2 separate regions of the Zea mays genome follow, and region 1 is linked to region 2. The links are chromatin contacts, called in public Hi-C maps. All regions are on one chromosome and are shown on one strand. Each heading gives the region's core, a stretch centred on a gene start, on an enhancer-like site or on the middle of the called end of the contact. The rest is flanking DNA. Distances are from core to core; before and after follow the strand shown. Region 1 holds the start of LOC100384288 (Lipoyl synthase 2, chloroplastic). Region 2 holds the start of LOC100280529.

Region 1 (2,700 bases), core at 152-2,651, 150 kb after region 2:
CCTGACGGCCGGACGGTCCGCGCCCTGGGGCCGAACGATCCGCGCGTACGCAGAGGCGGCGGAAGTCGCCGGCGGCGCCTGGATCTCGCTCCCGGGAGGGACCCCGTCGGGGAGGAGAGATCCTAGGTGGTGTCTAGGCTCGGGCCGGCCGACCTAGACTCCTCTAATCGACGTAGAGCCGAAGAGAGACGAAGAATTTGGGGATTGGATAGCTAAACCTAAACTAGACTAGAACTACTCCTAGGATAAAATGCGAAATAGAAGTTGTATTGATTCGATTGATGATGGGGGTTTAATCGGCCGTAGCCCTTCATCTATATAAAGGGGGAGGTCTGGATCCGCTTCCAACTGATTTCCGAGTTAATCCCGCGGTTTTAGGTAACAAATCCCGCGAGAAACTAGGAACCCTAACTGACTCTGCGCACGCGCGGACCGTCCGCGCCACCACCGCGGACGGTCCGGACCGCGGACCGTCCGGCCTCCGGGCCGGACCGTCCGCACGGTCATTTTGGGTTCCAACACAGGGCCTAACACCAATTACAAATTTACAATTGCATCGATCAATCACGAGTTCTGAGAACCTATCAGTTTCCAATCAGCAGATGATCAGCCAGGCAGGATTACTAGAGATCATACCCCCAGCTTGCAACAGCCAAAGCCGTGTTCAGAGGCTCCAGGGGATCAGGCGGCGGCGGTTTGTTGCTGGTCTTCACAGCGCAGAATCGACACCCGCGCGTGCAGGTGTCACCAAGCACCATGATGGTGGCCGTCGCGATGCCGTCCCCTTCGCCGCCGGCCCCTCCACCTCCGTTCCAACACTGCGCCACCAAAAGCACCCGGTTCCGTCAGAACCCATCACTGAGACCAAAGCGCTCCTCTCGCAGAAACCGCTGGCGTGGATCAGTCTATGCTAGGCCTAGGCTCACGGGCAGGTACTGACGCGATGGGCGTCACGCGGAGGGGGGCATCTGTCATCTGATCGGCGCGCGTACCTCGCCGATGTTGGGGCACTGTGCCTCGACGCAGACGGTGTTGAGCTTGAGCTCGCCGATGGACTCCCGCAGGCGAGCGTACTTCTCCCCCTGCGCAGCGCGCTGCCGCAGCCACGCGGGCTTCTTCACCTCCGGGTCCCTCCCGGTGTACGGCCCCGCAGACGCCCTGGACGCCGTCCACACGGGCGCCGCCGCCTCAGCGCGGCACCGTGCCACGGCTGCCAGGCCCCGTCTCTCGCCGCATCCGGCCAGTACCGGCGGCCGGGCGAGGGAGCTCTGCATCGTTGCTGGCCGGCGGAATCGGGCGCTGCGTCGTGGTGTGTAGCGATGGAGGCGGCGGCGATGGAACTTCCAAGCGGAGGGGGTGAGGTTTTAGCGTTCCGCTTTTACCCTTGTGTGGGAGGCAAACCAGCTGGACGACTGCCGTGGCCCAGGGGTAAAACAGGGGATTGATATTAGGCCGGCGATGATAGCAAGGTTGGTTTCTCCGGATCGCCTGCCTTGTTCCTGCCGCTGCTGGTTCCTGGCCGATGTGGCTCAGTGCAGTGGGTGTGCTGGTACCTGGTAGCCCAGTGTCTCAGATATTGGAAGACACGATCATGTTTGGAGACTGATCAATCTTAGCGCCATTTGGAATACCTTGACACCAGCAAATGCAGGATTTTACCCAGGATTTCTATTGCTAGGGAATCAAACGATCATTTTCTTTCAATTCCAAACAAGTTACAAGTCGCAGCCTTTTACGAAGGATGCTCAGATCAGATGTGATTGTTTGAACAAGCTTCTGTATGAGCTTGAACACACACTTGGCATGAGTCTGCGTCATATCGATCTTTGGCATGAGGAAATCTAAGCTCAACAGGATTATGCTCTACACCAGGATTAAACGAGAACCAATCCATACCTTTTCTTTTGCAACAACATCATCAAATGCAAAGATCTACAGTTACACTGCTTCCTTCAAACAACAGTGCGACTGCATCCCATTGATTCAGACGAACGAAGCAGTCAATAATATCAATATATTTTCACATCACGCTGTTAAATGGAGCTAAGCTAACGGTTGGCATTTCTTAACGAACGAATTCATGCTGGAAATCGCACAGTTCGCGAAGGCAGATGGCTCCACACACACCACAAGGAATATTGAGGGAAATGATGAAAGGAAGGCTGACAGAATATGATCAAGCAAAAACAACCCGAACATTTCCACCCACCTAGACTAGAAGCCAAGAGCCCGACCCAGGACAGGAGTAGCTCAATAACAGTATGTCAGAATATAAACAAATACATGCCCAGTAAATGTGCAAACCAGTCCACAATGGCCTACGAAGAACATCGACTCTAGTAGAAATGTGAAGGGGTACATTTCCTGTTCCAGTATTATGATATCATCAGGTGGGTACTATATTAAATGACCCACATAAGGAACATTTCACTGGTCTATTCGATTACTCTGAAACCTAAACTTACGTCACAACCTGAAGTGAAGGCTACTTTCCTGAGCAATCGGAACTTCTCCAAGCTCGCTCACAACTTATAATGGGGCATGCATGTCTTCAGATACAACAATTATCAGCTGAAGACCATCTCATCAATGTTTAAAAGCATTGACTCTTTGCCCTTGTGTGTCTCCTTCAGTTACATCATCCAGGAACAGATTCTGAAGTGATGTGCCCACCTCTAGCACCTGAGGGATTGAAACCTG
Region 2 (2,700 bases), core at 126-2,625:
TATAGTTATAAAATCATAACTGTTACATATAAAATCGGATAAAGATAAAGTTTATATGAAAATTGTAGAGCTCGAAGATATCTATAACTATGTAGTACATCATTTTTTGTTTAAATATATATTTAGGCCAAAATCATTAAAATTATGTCCAAATTTATATCAAATTAATATATTTTATCATTTTTATGTGGGGGCTTAAGATTATCTTTGTATAGACTATTTATTCGTATTGGTAACTTATTTGTAATTTTCAGTCGACGCTACGTTATTTGATGGATTTAATTGTATTTTGATGATTTTCTACGACAAGAAATTAATGATATATAAATAGCCTAAAAATCATGAAATTTTACGGAGGCACAACATATGTTTATATATAACCATAAAAAAATGTTTGGATCATAAGATCTATAAAATGTCTACGTTTCTTTCATTTCACGTTTACTTTTTTGTATGAGTTACATGTGAAATCACTATAAATATCCAAGTTTCAACATAATCAGTACTTTACTTTATTATTTTCATATGAGGAGTTATCTTCGTATAAAATGTTTATTTGTTTTTGTAACTTATTTGCAATTTTTGAGTGAAACTAGAATATTTTATGAATTTTTAATATTGCGGGGTTGGTTTTACAATGTTCTTGTAATTAGTAACTTTGAACTCATGATATCAATTTTATCGGTTTACTTTCCTACATTTGATCTATCATATACATGATAATGTATTGCTTAAATTATGTATTTGTTGAGTGGTTGGACAATTAATATCATCGGGACGAACTACCCGACAATTATCTTGTACCTACTCGAGTAATATCTGTTATCTGTTTATTACCTGTCTGGATTATTATCTGATCCCGTCCTATATTCGTCCTGAATCTTAACTAACCATATCTGATTTTATATCCGAGAGAAATACATTAGTGTAGTATACAGGATGACGATGACCTCGTATTCAGCTATTCATCTCTAATCCGCGGAGCGCTGAGACGTCCCCGTTGCTTGGGTGCCTGTGCCGCCTGCCCGCAGTCGCACCGTCCCAGCCCCCGCGCAGCAGCCTGCATCATGCCACCACACCACCGCGCTGCCGTGACCCTGGACCTGGAGCCTGACCCGGACCCTCAACTACGGGCCTACGGCACCAGCTACTCGCCAGTCCGCGACTGACACCTCATCATCGCCCACACACGAACACGAGCCTGCCGCCGATCCCGTCCCGTCCCCGTGAGGCCGTGATCCCCCTCCACGTCTCACGCTCCACTCGCTGTCTCGCTCCCAGTACCAGCAGTACAGCCGTGAGCTTGTGCCGTGCCGTCGGCCGTCCCGTGCAGACTACCAGCGAGCGATCCACCGCAAGGGAATCCAATCAAATCCCCCAGCAAGTCAGCCCCGCCCCGCGCCGACGCCTCTCCCCGATCCCGATCTGTGTGCCTGGCTGCCTGCAACCTCCGTGGGATGGAGGCGGCGCGGCAGCAGCAGGAGGAGTGCCCGTGCGGCGGGGCCGAGGCCGCTGACCAGTTCGAGCGGCTCCACGACGCGGTGCTGCTCGACGTCCTCAATCGCATCGGCGACGTCAAGGCGCTCGGCCGCTGCGCCCTCGTCTCGCGCCGCTTCCATGCGCTCGTGCCGCTCGTCGACTCCGTCTTCGTCCGCGTCGACTGCGTCATCCCTGACGACCCGCCGCCCTCGTCCTCCTCTTCCGCCGCACCAGGCACCTCGCCGCGGCAGGCGCCAGCCCCGGCCGCGCGCGGGCGCGGCGCGCTCGCGCACATCGCGCGCGTCCTGCTCGGCGGCATCGCCAGGCCCATCCACGCGCTCGGCCAGATCCTCTCCCCCGCCGCCGCGGCCGTCTCCCGGCGCTCCGAGGCACTGCCCGCTTCCCCGCGCGCGCCCGTCGCGGACGTCTCTCACCACTCCCCCTCCGAGGTGCTCCGCTCCTTCAAGGAGCTGCGGCGCCTTCACATCGAGCTGCCCACGGGCGAGCTCGGCATTGACGACGGTGTGCTCCTTAAGTGGAAGGCCGACTTCGGCTCCACCCTCGTCAGCTGCGTCATCCTCGGCGCCTCGTCGATCTCGTCCAAGCCGCCGACAGGGTACACTCAGGCGGAATCGGAAACTGCTGCGGCCGCCACTCCCGATACCAGTCGGGAGACTGAAGAGCCGGGGAGCCTACCTGATTCTCTTTATACAAATGGAGGGCTCAAGCTTCGCGTTGTCTGGACCATCAGCTCCCTGATTGCCGCGTCGGCGAGGCATTACTTGCTGCAGCCGATTATCTGTAATCACGAATTGCTGGAGAGCTTGGACCTGACAGATGCTGACGGGCAAGGGGTGCTCACCATGGACAAGAGGCAGCTGCAGGAACTGCGGGTGCGGCCCGTCTTTCCGTCAGGGAGCTCGCACCGCACCCTCATGCCGGCTCTCAGTATGCGTCTGCACTACGCACCGCTCATTGAGCTGCCTGGGGGAACGCTGCTGAAGGGTGCGACACTAGTGGCGATCAAACCAAGCGAAGATGCCTTGAGGGAGGGCCAAGGGGCCGGGGCTGCAGGTCCTGTTGGTACATGCTGGATTTCAGAGGCCTTTGAGGAGCCATATCGGACTGCGGCAAAGGTGCTTCTCAAGAGAAGGGCATATTGTCTTGAAATGAACTCGTTCTGAGCACCTAGGGGGTTTACTTCCACAGAGTTCTACCCTT

What was found. Hi-C and Micro-C count contacts between places; a contact is called where the count stands out from the background.
Region 1: a contact with region 2 is called in a Hi-C map of leaf, with 1.8 times the contacts expected there. The contact joins the promoter of LOC100384288 here to the promoter of LOC100280529 in region 2. A contact is called at or near these places in 4 of 25 Hi-C or Micro-C datasets (ear, leaf and tassel).

What each region holds. Positions count from the first base shown.
Region 1 is chr3:198,826,804-198,829,503 of Zm-B73-REFERENCE-NAM-5.0, forward strand. LOC100384288 (Lipoyl synthase 2, chloroplastic) reads right to left here and starts at 1,402. Exons shown (of 7, transcript NM_001176850.1): 1 at 993-1,402; 2 at 637-818. The coding sequence starts at 1,274. LOC100272651 reads right to left here. Exons shown (of 5, transcript NM_001147109.1): 5 at 2,233-2,700. The coding sequence ends at 2,639.
Region 2 is chr3:198,680,456-198,683,155 of Zm-B73-REFERENCE-NAM-5.0, forward strand. LOC100280529 reads left to right here and starts at 1,376. Exons shown (of 2, transcript NM_001367132.1): 1 at 1,376-2,700. The coding sequence starts at 1,458. The coding sequence ends at 2,663.